Regions from separate parts of the Mus musculus genome. Here regions 1 and 3 are each linked to region 2. Evidence: chromatin contacts called from public HiChIP or PLAC-seq and Micro-C data. All regions are on one chromosome and are shown on one strand. Each heading gives the region's core, a stretch centred on a gene start, on an enhancer-like site or on the middle of the called end of the contact. The rest is flanking DNA. Distances are from core to core; before and after follow the strand shown. Region 1 holds the start of Smchd1 (SMC hinge domain containing 1). Region 2 holds the start of Emilin2 (elastin microfibril interfacer 2). Region 3 overlaps Myom1 (myomesin 1).

Evidence for each region. Hi-C and Micro-C count contacts between places; a contact is called where the count stands out from the background. HiChIP or PLAC-seq counts read pairs in DNA pulled down with a chosen protein or histone mark.
Region 1: a Micro-C map of embryonic stem cells shows a contact between it and region 2, with 5 times the contacts expected there. The contact joins the promoter of Smchd1 here to the promoter of Emilin2 in region 2. A contact is called at or near these places in 3 of 484 Hi-C or Micro-C datasets (embryonic stem cells and hematopoietic stem and progenitor cells), 3 of 115 datasets of contacts at active chromatin or transcription factors (effector CD8 T cells, embryonic stem cells and memory CD8 T cells) and 3 of 9 other capture datasets (adipose tissue, liver and pancreatic islet).
Region 3: a contact with region 2 is called in an H3K4me3 HiChIP or PLAC-seq map of bone marrow-derived macrophages, with 2.1 times the contacts expected there. The contact joins the enhancer-like site here to the promoter of Emilin2 in region 2. A contact is called at or near these places in 2 of 39 promoter capture datasets (liver and pre-B cells), 1 of 15 datasets of contacts at CTCF or cohesin (large pre-B cells), 2 of 484 Hi-C or Micro-C datasets (Th1 cells and macrophages), 3 of 115 datasets of contacts at active chromatin or transcription factors (bone marrow-derived macrophages, embryonic stem cells and pancreatic cancer cells) and 1 of 9 other capture datasets (adipose tissue).

The regions. Positions count from the first base shown.
Region 1 is chr17:71,473,407-71,478,285 of GRCm38.p6, reverse strand. It overlaps Smchd1 (SMC hinge domain containing 1), which reads left to right and starts at 2,943. Exons shown (of 48, transcript NM_028887.4): 1 at 2,943-3,307. The coding sequence starts at 3,122.
Region 2 is chr17:71,309,045-71,313,905 of GRCm38.p6, reverse strand. Emilin2 (elastin microfibril interfacer 2) reads left to right here and starts at 2,895. Exons shown (of 8, transcript NM_145158.4): 1 at 2,895-3,188; 2 at 3,635-3,757. The coding sequence starts at 3,046.
Region 3 is chr17:71,093,349-71,097,729 of GRCm38.p6, reverse strand. The region is part of intron 21 of Myom1 (myomesin 1); the gene reads right to left. Among named protein-coding and RNA genes, the nearest start is that of Myom1, 76 kb to the right of the region's middle. Within about 2 kb of position 3,064, at least 43 of the 459 cell types and tissues checked have an H3K27ac peak or open chromatin away from gene starts, as enhancers often do. A contact at or near this core is called in bone marrow-derived macrophages and liver, where this site is marked.

The sequences.
Region 1 (4,879 bases), core at 1,694-4,193, 160 kb before region 2:
GATGACAAGTGAGTGACCAGAACTAACCAGGAAACTAGGTCATTTCAAACCCACTTTATTAATTTCTCGGAAAGAACAGACCCTCTATATATTTAGATTTTCTTTTAAGAATCAAAGGTGACTGGCACAAGGAAGTGTTCTGACATGATTCTAGACTGCTACACTGTCATCTAAGCAACTAACTGAATATGGAGTTGTGGTTGGCTTCTTACTTGTGCTCTGCCTGTTTCCCTAGTGCTAGGATTACAGGCATGTACTGACTCACCTAGCGTAAGAGTTGACATTTCTTTCTTTAAGAGGATTTATTATTATTAATTTGCTTGAGAAAGGGTTTCTCGGTGTAGTCCTGGTTGTCTGAAACTCATAGGCCAGGTTGGCCTGAAGCTCAAGAGGTTTGCCTGCCTCTGCCTCCTGAGTGCTGGGATTAAAGGGATGCGCCACCGCATCCAACTCCTTAGAGCTGTCTTTAATAATGCTGCTCAGAATCTTTTCTTTTTTTTTTTTTTAGATGACAACTGAGAAGCTAATTTTAAAAAATGATGCCGGGTAGCAAGCATAATAGTAACAGAATTGTGCTGTTTTCTGGTATCCCCACCCCCATTTGAACGGCGTGTTCTCGATGTCGCTACAAGTTTGTTCAAATGACAGCTGGTCCTGGAAATGCTGTTACTGCTATTGATGAATAACATACTACTCTCACTTTTTTTTTTTTTTTTCGAGACATGGTTTCTCTGTAGCCCTGGCTGTCTTGGAACTCACTTTGTAGACCAGGCTGGCCTCAACTCAGAAATCCACCTGCCTCTGCCTCCCAAGTGCTGGGATTAAAGGCGTGCGCCACCACGCCCGGCTCACTGTTACATTTTTAATGTAAATATTTATACATACAGGATTTGAACCTTTGGAGACACTAGCTATGCTGTGATGTTAGGAAAAAGTATCCTAGTTCATCATGCTGAGTTGATATCACAATAGTTAAGACGGTCCAGGAATTGTACACACTGTATTAAATATGTAAGGTCTTATCTATGCGGGCTGGGTTATAGAAACTAATGTTCTCTAAATAATGAGAACAAATAAAAAAAATCCACATTAGGACCAGCTGTTAAGGATTTGATTCCCTGCACCTGCATCTGGAGGCTCACAACCATCTCCAACTTCAGAGAATGGAGTCCTCTGACCTTCAAAGTGCTTCTGTTTTTACTTATGAGATTTATAATTTGGTATTACAGAGAAATTGCCCTGTTGACCCTTTGGCTGTTAAGCCCCAATTTGCTGAACCACAAAGGCAATTCATCTTGCTTGTTAACTAAGACTTAGAGAAATGATTTGTCTTTCTCCAGTTGTTCAAATCAAACACGGCCCATAAAAGGGATAGAAGGAAATGGTTGTGTGAGTTTTAAAGATAAAATGTAAAATGCCAGCTAGGAGTAGTGACTCATACCTCTGAAGCCATCAAGGGTTCAGGTTGGGTCAAGGCAGGAGGATCAAAGTTTGATGTAGGCCTAGGAAGACTGACAAAAAGCAAATTACAATAAGATTTTACAGAAATCTCATGATAGTTGGAGGTTATTCTCGTGTCTCCTGTCTCTCAGGTGCCCTTTCAAGAACATGACCAGCTTTTGGTCACAACTTCACCTACCTCACCTACTGTTTCATTTTCTCTTCTTCCAGTCATACTATTTATGCCGCTCTACGCAAACCTTCACACTTTTGTATGTCTGGCCAACTGTCCTTGGTGCCAACAACCCGGTCTGTTTCCAAGGTGCATTGACTTTGAGTCTAGCTTTACCATTGATCATTAAGGCTCCTGCGAACCTAGTAAAACAGCACCCTTAAATCTGATCCAACTTCTAGACACATAAAAGAACTCAATTAATTAATGGGTTTCATTAATTTACACGTTTCTCTCAAGTACAAAGCATCCAGGTTTTAAGAATCAGAGAGCAAGCATCTGGCAAGGTTACCCGCCCCCCCCCATTCCTTGCTATCTGTAGAGTCAGAAGCGCATCCCCCAATAATTATGCTCAAGTTTTCTTTTTTATTTATTTATTATTGGATATTTTCTTTATATACATTTCAAATGCTATCCCGAAAGTTCCCTATGCCCTCCCTCCACCCTGCTCCCCTACCCACCCACTCCTGCTTCTTAGCCCTGACATTCCCCCGTACTGGAGCATATAAAGTTTTATGCTCAAGTTTTCGAGGAGGCTGTCTTACACATTGCACGCTTAGAAGCTGACTCAACCTCGGTGAGTAGGTTAGGTATTATCCCAAGACTCCCAGCCGCCTAAAGCCTCAGAGCCTGGCTAACCCGGGGGCGCGCATCGCGGCCTCGTGACGTCAGAGACCCGCTCTTCCTCGAGGCCGAGCTTTTGTCTCATTGTCCCACAGTAGAACCCACCCACGACGGCGAAGGAAGCGTGCAAGCAGAGCGGTGCCCGGTGTTTTAGCTAGTGTCCACCGCACCGGGACCCAGGTGGTGCAAGCTTCCAGCCGCCGCGTCCGCCCGACTTGGTAGCGCCCTGGAGACCGCATGGCTAGGGGGAAGGCGCCAGGGCCCTGCAGCGGGAGCCTGCATAGACCCTGGGGCGACACGCTTGCGAGTTGCGCCCCCCCCCACCTCCCCCCGCGAAGGCCCCTAAGGCGCTGGAAGCCAGCTTCCAGGCCGTCCCCAGTCCCCGCGGTCCGCAGGAGCCCGGGGGCGTGGCCTGGGCGCGAAGCCCCGCCCCACCTTGGCCAGCCCCGCCCCGCCCCACGGCCTGCTGGACTAGCCGGGTCTCCGTCCGCCGTCCTCTTCCTCCTGCGCAGCAGCCACGGCGGCGGCCCGCTCTCAGGTCACGGAAGGAGGCTTGGTGGGCGGCGGCGTACGTAGCTGGCGGGCTCTGAGGCGCGCTCAGCGCGTCCCTGTGTTCGCGGGTCGCGGAAGTGACGTACGGCACCCCGGCAGAAGCGCGTTTGAATCGGTTCCCGGGTTACTTCCCGGCCGCTGCCCACAGTCGGTGCTGCGCGGCCCGCTGAGGCTCGGAGCCGCGGCGGCTGGAGCCGAGGGCACGCGCGGGGTCGGTGTCTCCGGGAAGCGCGCCCGAGAGCCGCAGGGCCTTCTCTTTTTTTCTCCCTCAACATGGCAGCGGAGGGCGCCAGCGATCCCGCCGGCCTCTCGGAGGGATCTGGGAGAGATGGCGCCGTCGACGGCTGTAGGACGGTGTACTTGTTTGACCGGCGCGGGAAGGACTCGGAGCTAGGGGATCGCGCACTGCAGGTCTCGGAGCACGCGGACTACGCGGGGTTCCGCGCTTCTGTGTGTCAGGTACGTCCCGGGGCGCTGGAGGGATGCTCGCGAGGAGGTGAGGGTAGGTGGCCTGAAGCCTGGGTGGGTCACCGCCATAAACTTGTCAGATGGCCGGGATCTTGCGGCCTTGGCCTCTGCCGGGTGCCCACGTTGCGGATGATCCCTGGTTGGATGTCCCGGCCGGCCTGGCTTTGGCCAAGAAGGATGGGATCACGCCCCTCCGTGGGCCCGTGCTGGTCTAGCGTTCGGGACTTCCAAGTTAGTGGGCGCTTATAGGTTTAGTTACTGCTTTATGGTTGCAGAGTAGTTAGTGCATCCTCCTGTCGGAGAAGCACCTGTGTTTGTCCTAGTTTGTAACTTCAGAAGATGCAGAGTTGCATCCACTGGACAGTCAGTGTTGCGAGGGTTGCGCTGTTTGGTGGTGGTGGGGGGGTGAGATTCCAGGAGTCCGGGTACCTCAGGTTCAGGGAGGTGATGGAGGGAGTCTTTTACCGGCTTGTCTTGTCAGAAAGGTTTGCCTGGTCCGTCCCAGCAGGATTCTTCTACAGAGTAATACTAAGTTAGGTTAGTATTAGGAGCTGTCCTGGTTCTCTGAGCTCCAACTTCCTTGGGAGTTCCTGAACTAGCTCTAAGTGACCATGCGGACAACAAAGAACGAGTATACCTGCTTGGGGGGAAAAAAAAAAGAATGACTACGTAGCAAGACGTGCTTTATACTGTGAGATGCTTTATAGGTTGTTGTTGTTCTTACTGTTGCCTGAGCTTGAGTATGTTGGGGGAGGGGTATTGCGGGGTTTTGTTTTGAGGTCTTGCTGTGTAGCTCAGGCTAGCCTAGAAGTCTCTGTTGACCAGGTTGGCCTCGAACTTTATCCGCCTTTGCTGTCCAGTGTTGGTAGTCACAGACCCAAGTGCCACCGTTCTGGGCTCTGAACTTTTAAAAGAAGAATATGGCAATAAAACAGTGTTTTAAACAGTGTTTTCCTTCCAGAAAACCTAGTTTAGGACACTGATTCTCAGCTTTCCTAATGTTGTGATCCTTTAATACAGTTCCCTATGGTGTGGTGCCCCCCCACCCCAATTATTCTAGTTGTTACTTACTAACTGTTATGAATTGTAATGTAAATGTCTGTTTTCTTATGGTCAGAACCACTGTCCTAAGATAGTACCTTGTATATTTGTTGAAAAAATTCAAATTGAGTTTGACTTTGCCAAAGTGGGCTTTCTTTTTCCTTTTCTTTTCTTTTGGTTTTTCGATTCTTTTTCTCTATTTCTTTTTCTTTTTCTTTTCTTTTTCTTTTTTTTTTGGGGGGGGTTTTCGAGACAGGGTTTCTCTGTATAGCCCTGGCTGTCCTGGAACTCACTCTGTAGAACTCAGAAATCTGCCTGCCTCTGCCTCCCGAGTGCTGGGATTAAAGGTGTGTGCCACCACGTCAGGCTCCGGCTTCTCTCTCTCTCTCTCTCTTTCTTTCTGTCTTTCTTTCTTTCTTTCTTTCTTTCTTTAAAAAAAGTGTTTCATTCATTGTTTTTTTTCCTACTTTTTTTTTAAGATTTATTTATTTAATGTATGTGAGTACACTGTTGCTATCTTCA
Region 2 (4,861 bases), core at 1,646-4,145:
AACTTATGATCTACTATGTTATCTACTTACATAAATCTACCTATGATTTACAATGGAAATACCACTTAGAATACAGTGTTGCTATGTTGGGTTGTTTAGGGACCAAGTACAATAGCATATTTAATGCAGGCCCAATTTTGCCTTTCTAAGTATTTTTACAATATGATTGTTTGCATCTGGGAATGTGTAGCCCACAGGGACAAAGGCTGAATGGTCAGTCCGTCATCTCAAAGCAGGGTCGACTCTCTAAGTCTTGAATGGCCTCCTGCTTTGTTTTGTTTTCCATGTTGGGAATTGAACATATGGCCTTACATGTGCTCGGCAACATCGGACCACCGAGTTGTATGCACAGCACTTCCTGGAATGACTTTTATTCAACAGAAAAAGCAGCTTGTGCCACCAGGTCACCTCACTTCCAAGTCTGAGAATGGCCTATGCTAAAAGCAGTTTGCACAGGGTATTGAATCCCTTAATGCTAGCACCTGGGAGACAGAGGCAGGTAGATTTTTGTGAGTTGGAGGATAGCCTGGTTTACATAGGAAGTTCCAGGCCAGGGCTACATAGTGAGAACTTGTCTTAAAAAACAAACAAACAAACAAACAAACAAAAAAGGAAAATTGGGCCTGGAGAGATGGCCCAGTGGTTAAGTGTCTATACTGAAGACCCTAGTTTGATTTCCCACAATCACATCAGCCTGCTCACAATTTCCTGTAACTCTATCTCCAAGAGAGTCAACACCTTTGGCCTCTGCAGGCACCAGCACTTTTATATATAGGTGTGTGCACTCTCTCTCTCTCTCTCTCACGTGTGTGTGTGCGCACACATACATGTACTCACATGCACACATGAACACACAGGCACTCACACGCATACACACACATGGGCACTCACATATGCACACACACACACCCATATACACATGCACGTGCACACACTGCATGCACAGGTATATGCACATGCACCCGTACACACATGCATGCACACACATATAGGTGTACACATACACACACATACACACACAAGCACGCACACATGCACACACCCATATATACATGCACACGTGCACGCACATACTGCACACACAGGTGCTCACGTGTGCGCATACACACACACACACACACACACGCACGCACACACACACACACATACCCACATGCATACACACATGCTGCCGGTTGTTGATGGACATAACTTGTGGGTTGCCCCCTATTTTTTCCTTCACGCAGTCTCCATTTCTAGACTAGATCTTCCCCAGGACACTCAATGGACAAAATGGAGGTTAGAGCTGGGTGACAGAGAAGACAAAGAGAAAGGCATAGATCAGGTTACACAGGACAGTCTTTTATCTTTGTTATTTCTCCCCCGTGGCTCTTTTGAAGGCAGGATGACTTCAGTCCACTATTTGTATAATCTTCCACTTGGAAAGTTCATGAACGGATTATGTCCTTACATGGTACAATTTTCTACTTTGGGAATTTTCTTTCTTCAATTTGCAAATCAAAAGGACCCAATAAAACCATCAAAGCAAAGCATATGAGAAAATAAAACAACCAGTGGCTTCATTTAGTTTTATCAAAACATAGCCAACTTTCCCTGTCCCTCCAACCCCCAGCCAACAGTGTCATGTTAGTTCACAGGTACAGCAGTGAGCCTAGGCTTGCCAACTAGGGCGGGTAGGAGCAGCAACTAATTTCAAAGGAATAGCTCTCTCTCTCTCTCCTCTAGAATACCCCTCCTTGGTGGTGCAGTGTGTAGCCTAGGCTAGCCTCTAAGGTGAGTCTCTTGCCCCAGCTTCCCAAGTAGAACACCCTACCCTCTGTGGCTGATTTTATCTGTGGAGTCACTTTGGTCAGGCTATAGAGAAATTGGCAAAGACCCCTGTAGCGTTTGAATAGGCAGAAAACATGACCAACAGGGGGAGCAAGAGAGGGAGGGAAGGATGGAGGAATGAAGGGTTGGAGGGAGGCAGGAAGGCACCAACAGAATCTGAACTATTTAGATGCAAAGACAAAAAAAAACTATTATAATAAATGGTCTTTTAAAAATGTTTGCCCGCACATACATACTGTGTGCGTGTGTGCAGGCCAGAGATTAATGTCTTGTATCCTCTTGTCAATTGCTCTCTCTGGCACTCCCCCCTTGAGCTAGGGTCTGTCAGTGAGCCTGCAGCCTCAGAGATTCTTCTGTCTCCACCTCCTTAGTACTGGGATTACAGGTTTGTGAAAGCCTGTCTAACTTTTTATGTGGGTGCCTGAGGATCTGAACTCATGTCTTCATGTTTGCGCAGCATTTTACCGACCGAAACATCCGCCTTTAATACTGATGGAAAGAGAAACGTCCGAGCAGGACATCTCCTCATAAACACTGGAGTAGCAAATGACAGTTTGCAGCTGCGGGGAGGCAACCCCACTATCCAGGAGCAGCCCGCGCATTTGGAAAGTTCAAGCCGTGTACTAGCTGCGCCTAGGAGAGCTCCTGCGTCTTCAACTTTCGCCCAAGACCTTAAAGATTGATGGGTAGACGGCGGTGGGGCCTCAGAGGAAGAAATCGACGCTGAGTCCCCCTTGAGTAGGTTCCCCCCGCCGGGGGGGGGGGGCAATAACTGATGGGTGGTCCTGGGCTTCTGGCCGGAGAGAGGCCCCGGGGGATCGAGGTGGGGACCGCCCGAAGCTTGCTGCACTTCCGGAGGGGCTGGGGTCGCGCTGTTTGGAAGGTGAGAGGCGGAGCTGCTGGCGTTTGGGAAGAGACCAAAGGAATGTGTAATTGAAAAGTCTGTAACCAAGACCCCGGTTCCTAACCCTTTGGCTCTTTCCCCGAACCCCCTGCCGAGAGGCGATGGGCCGAGAGATGGTGAAGGGAAGAGTCACGTTTCGGAGAGGGAAGTGAATTAAAGAGGGCGGCACCCGGGGGGACCTGTGCGTCATTGAGGGACCGCGGAGCGGCCAGTGCGGAGGCGTGGGGACGAAGAGCCAGAGGGGCCGCCGAGCGCCCGAGCCCGCTGCCGGTTCCCGCGGCCCCGCCGCCTGCAGCCTTGTGGGGCTCAAGATGTGTCAGGAGACCCCGCCCCGACCCCGAGCACCCAGTCGCTGGACGCCGGCCCTGCTGGCCCTGCTGGCCCTGGGCGGCGCGGGACTGTGCCACGCGAGCTCGCAGCCTGGGTACCACGCGAGGCCCAGTGCCAGGAACAAGTAAGAGTGTGTCCCTTATGCTCGCCCCCAGCCCTAGAGTCCCAGATCCTAGGCGGTCACTCCCGAATCCGCCTGCGGGCTCCAGAGCTGCCCCGGCAATGGCGACGGGCGGTAGCAGAGAGAGCCCCATAGGCTTTTGGGGTGTCGCCACCCCCGGGTGGCCATGTGCTCCCCACCAGGCGCCCCAAGCATCCTGAAGCGAACCCGGGCAATGGGGAGTGTTCGGCAGAACTACGGGATCTGCCACCGAGCCCGAACACGAACACATCCTGTTCTGCAGGTTTGGGACTCTTTGGTGTTCCAAAGACGCAAGAGACACCCTGGGGTGGCAGCTTTGGCAAGCTCCTGCCTTCAGCGCTGGTGACCGCCAACTTGTTGGGTCAATTCGTCTCCCCCTTCTCCCCATTGTTCTCCAAGTTTATCCAGCCCTTTTCTCTCTACCCCAGAAACTGGTGCGCCTACATCGTGAATAAGAACGTGAGCTGCACGGTACAGGAGGGAAGCGAGAGTTTTATTCAAGCTCAGTACAACTGTCCCTGGAACCAGATGCCCTGTCCATCCGCCCTGGTGTAAGTCGGGGAGCACGAGGGCCGAGTGGGTGGGTGAGGTGGAGCGCTGGACTTCAGTCCTTGTGGAAATCTCTTCCAGACCCTCTACAAAGTCTGATATCTGCACGGCTCACAGCTACTCTGGGCTATTTAATGGTGTGCTGTTCTGCGTGAACCTTGAAGATGCGCAAAATTTGGGAGTTTGAGATTCCCTAGGCCACAGGAGAGGATGAACAAAGGCCCCACCCCCATCTCTCTCTCTCTCTCTCTCTCTCTCTCTCTCCTCTCTCTCTCCCCCCTCCTCTTTCAATTTTATTACTAACATAAGGCAGCTGAACCTAATTAGATCCATATTGTATGTTCTGGGTCGCATAGAGATTCTAAAATGTTTTAAATGAAGGATTAGCCGAGAGGTTTGACCAGTTGGAGTTCTGAAGGAGGTGAGTTTTGTCCCAACTGTCCTCTTCAGCGTTATGATTTTCTAAACTAAACTCCTCAGGTTGCTTTAGAACGTTTGTCCCTTTTCTTCTCAAGTTGGGTTTGTGGATTCTTGAGGCAGATCTCCGAATGGAATAGCCCTTGGTGATGTGCAGAATAGTTAAACATCTTTTTTGCTCATAAAGATTCCAGCATCTTAAAAACTGGGCACGGGGGCGGGGTGGGGGGGGGGCGATGATTTGTTAGCGCGGGTTCTGCGAACACATTGTACTCACCCAATTGGTGATCAGGGAGCTCTTTGAGTTTTTGTGGAAGCCAGATCTCAGGAGACCGCTGGTGTGGATAAAAGGCTGTTGGGGACACGTGATGGTGAGGATTGTTTCCACTAAGAATAAGCTGTTTGTCTTCGAGCACATTGTCAGCGCCGTACAGAATGGTCAGTGGTGGGCAGTTCTGTCTCTGGCCGGGCTCAGGACAGGCTGAGCTTGTATCCCCAGCAAGCTGATTCAGGGGGCAGGGAGCAGACAAGGCTGTAGACAGTAGGTCACCGGGTCCCACCCAGGCTGCGTGTGGGAACCACAAGCAGGTAGAGAGTTCCTGAGAGGCAAAAAGAAAGTTATACAAACTTGCAGAAACACAGGGAAGCCCTTTACTTTTTATTTTTTAACATATAGGGGAAACAGCTGA
Region 3 (4,381 bases), core at 1,815-4,314, 220 kb after region 2:
TTCCCTTTTTGCATACTGTCGGCTTTGGAAGCATGACCAGTTATTCATATCGACCATTATCTTACCTATAATCCTTTCCCAGAGACAATGAATCACCCTGTTTTCTCTTTATTATAGTAAAGACATGACTTAAGTTTATAAAAGATGTTTGGTCTAAAAAATCTTAATTTCCCCCACTAAAGCTAAAGACGAGACTTCAATGCAAAGAAGTCCCAGAACTAAAAGCATATGGTAGGTCCATTGGCTCCACCTCTCTCAGTTCAGTAGAAACCTTTGTACTGTACAGCCTCACCCACCTGGAGCCTGGCTCCAAACCAACAATTAAAGAACACAGTTCTCTAAGCGCCAGGGCTCATGTGCCAAAGTCTGCCTTAGGGTCCTGCTCACCGGGAATTCCAGACTGTCACACCAAATCTATTTATACTTTACTAGTGACGGCGCTGGCAACTCTAACTGGCGACTTCCTTAGCAGATTAAACTTAATAAATAGAGATGAACCTACTTCTGTTAAACATGTTAAGAACAGAAAACAACCAGAAAAAAGAGAGAAAAATACCAAATTCCTTCTGTCCAGTAAAGGTATCACTACATTGCAATCTTGTGCTACAAATAAAGTTTGTAACTATGGCTCGGAGCCATATACAGAAAGTAAATAATAAGGTCCGGTACATGGCATCCAAAAGTGTTTATTGAAACACATACTCTTTTCAAACAATCACGTAGAGTCTTAAAGTGAAAAATAACTGATGGTTTGGCAGTGAGTTCTCAGGTAAATAGAACAGTTAGATACTTAAAACTGAACTTTAATTATTTATTCATGCATTCATACTTTGATAAACAGGCGAGTGGGGAAAAAAAAAAGCACCGCGCTGATGGCAGGAGCTTTTCTACATCATCTTACACTTAAGAGCCTAAGCAAGATCAAGCCTGTTGCTCTGCTGTCAAAAGAAAGGGCTCCCTAGGAACAGACTCATCTAGGTGAAAGGGCGAGACACTTTCCTTAACGCTGGGTTGGAAAGGGGAACCAAAGACTGCAATGATTTTTTTCAGGAACTCCTTCTGAATCTGTTTAAGAACATGAAAATTCACCTCCTACACCAGGAGATTTGAGTAGAGAGAGAAAAAAAGTGAGAGATTACTTTGTCCTGACAAGGTGTTACAGGTTGTCCTGGGGCTACAGAGATGGCTCAGTGGCCATGTTTTATAGAGGATCTGAGTTTGGTTCCCAACACTCACAAAAGGCAACTCACAACTGACTGTTCTCTGGCTCCAGGAGATCCAACACCTTCTCTAGACTTCACAAACACCTGCACTCATGTGCACAAAGCCCCCCTCCCCCTCCTCCCTCCCCTCTCTCTCTTCCCCTTCCCTCATGCATGCATACACACAAACACACAGTTAAAAATAAACCCTTAAGAAAAAAAAAAAGTTGTCTCCAGTCAGCTCTTCAACCTCAAATGTCCTCAAATATTAAGGATAAAAATCCTTAATATAGACATGGGGAATGTGATCTCACAGATGATATTGCAATGCCCCCCCCCCCAGACATTGGGAACTCTCGGGATGATAATGGGCTAAGAAATGGTCAGAGATAACATGAACTACTTGAAAATGAACTGATCCTATCCCGATTTTCTCTTTCTTAAAACTAAAAGTAAATAGATGAACAACTTAAAAGATTAAAACTCAGTGAGCTGTTTACTTTTCTGCCCATCTCATAACAAGATATAATTTTAAAGTCTTTTACATGGGCGGTATCCTAAGCTTTATTGTCCTGCTTCATGTACATATGTGCACAAGGATGACATACGCCTGGCTTTTAAACCCTCAAAAGAGGAGCAGAATATCAAACAACAGTGTGCCAACTGTCACCAGTGGCTCCCATCTCTAAGCTGTCTTATTTATTTATATTTATCACACTCAACTGGCCTACTATCTTGGTACCTACCCTGTGGCCTCCACTAGACTCGGCTTTCCCAGCTCAACCGTCACAACCATGTGAACAACAAGATGCCTAGGATGAAGGGCACACACTGATGCTACGGGAGTCATGCTGCTCAAGTCACGGTAGTTGTTATTGTTCAAATATGAAATGTCCCTTATAGGCTCGTGTGGTGATGCCTGGTGGTAGCAGTGTTGGTTGTGGTGATTCTTGTGGTACTACTTTGGGAAGCCCAGGGCCCTCTGGAAGTAGGGACTATGCTGAGGATATAAGTCACTGAAGATGGTCTCCTGCCCCTTTCTTCCTCTTTGCTTCCTGTCTGCTACAACATGAGCTGCTCCACCATGTCTTCCTTGCATGGTTGACTAAAACCTCTCAGACCACGAGGTCAATGAATCTTTCCTCCTTTGAAGATTATGTCCGATAGCTGCCACCACTGAGAACTGTGTGCTGGGGTCCAAGGGACAGTTAGGAAGCAGGTATGAGAGCAGTTTTCTTAATTAGCCACTAGTGCTCATCTTCAGAGGAAGCCAGCCTCCTGCCTCAGAATCCCTTAGAGTCCACCCTGAGGCCCCTTGTCCACCTTTGCCTTCTCAGGGCCTTACTAGGTGCTGCATCAACCAAATTGTAGACATTCAGCTGTTAGCTAAATCCCAAGTCATTTTTCTTTGGGAGAATGTAGTCTCCTAGCCTGCTCTGCTGCTTGGGCCCAGCTCCTACTTGAGGCCCTGCTTGGTGTCTGGGGGGCGAGGGGAAGGAGTCTCCTGCCCATCACCTGACTCTCCCACCTGCTACTCTGTTTCTCTGACAAGAATAACTACAAGCTGCACCGCTAACCAGTTAACCTCCTGATCACCTGCCAGGCCAGGTCTCTTTTATTCCCTATCTGATCTGGCTCACCTGGCCTCCACTTCCATTGCTGCTGTGATACAATCAACCAGACACTGTTTAAAAGTGTCAAGCATCAAGAAAAAAAAAAATGTCTTTTTAGGCACCACCAAATTTACACTAAATAGTTCTAACCTCTTCTTTCTGAGGGTTTCTTTAGCTAACAGCTGTCTTGGGAAATCACCACAGGCACACTTGGTCTGTTGTCTGGCTTCTCATTACCAACACAATTGGACTTTGTAGCAGGGCTGGACAACATCTCCTTGGAGCTTCTTTGACTTCAAAGGGAGGCTGATGATCCTACTGACTCCAGTGGATTAAGTGAACTTTCAGCTGAAGTCTAATTACAACCGAGGTATCTTGTTCAGTGTACTTTCAGTGTGCTGTTACTTGAGAAGCCGTATTTTTACCGGAGATTTTAATAATGTATTGCAAATGAAGGTGTTTTTCTCAAATAAAGGCCAAGGGTTTCAATGATCTGAACAGAATCCAGAGTACTTTCTCGCTAAGGGTTGCAAGTTTCACACCCAAAGTCTTGAAATTGATAACATTTCTCTCCTTCTTCCTTCTATTCGTTCTAACATAAAGTCAGCAAAACAATACACTTAACACTTAGAAATGGAATGAGGAAATTACGTAAATTTTAGTCTACATTTAAGTTTTGTTAGCCAGCAACTAACAAAACCTTGAATCCTAGCTCCTAGCCTATTTGGCTTTGCAGTTTGTACAGAGGTCTACCTTAGCTCTCACCATACCAAGCTGTAAACTCTGTTGATGATCCCATGTGATCATAAACCTAACCAGCCTATCCCAGGGCACATACAGGACCTGCCACGCAGTATCATGTTGCAAGAAACTCATGTTGCAAGAGTGGCCATGCCTGCTGACTAGAAACCGATTCCAAACATCACAGGGAAGCATTTTGGCTTTGTGTGCCCGAGGATTCTTTCCTAAGCTGTGAGCGGCTAAGTGTATTCATGTCTGCAGCTGTTAACTTGAGTTACATCCCAAGAATGGAATGGCCATAGATGTGACTTTTGGTGCTTTTCCAAATCAGGAACACGGAACTTGTGTTCAAGAGGTCCACAGCCAGCCCCCAATGATAGTCATGCTAACACGGCATCTGGCTGGCAGCCTGCCATTAGGAAGGTCCTGACTTATTTGGGAACCTATAGCTTAACAGGTGCTTTGTTCTAGATGGGCAGTTCCCTGATACAGTAATCTAAATGTTCTCTGAGGGGTAGATACTGCACATGAACCCATATAAATGTCTATTGGATACCACTGATGTTCACAGCTGAAGAGTCTGACCCCAAGACACCTGTACGCGTGCGCACTTATACATGCCCTGCTGTCTCTGTGTAGCTGGTCATGTGCGCACTTATACATGCCCTGCTGTCTCTGTGTATCTGGTCATGTGCGCACTTATACATGCCCTGCTGTCTCTGTGTAGCTGGTCATAGCATTTTCATCTTTCTTTGGGAATTTTGCAAAGGTTACTATGAAGTGTAGAATTAGCTGCCTCATCCTGTAAAGCTCGATTTTGTCCAA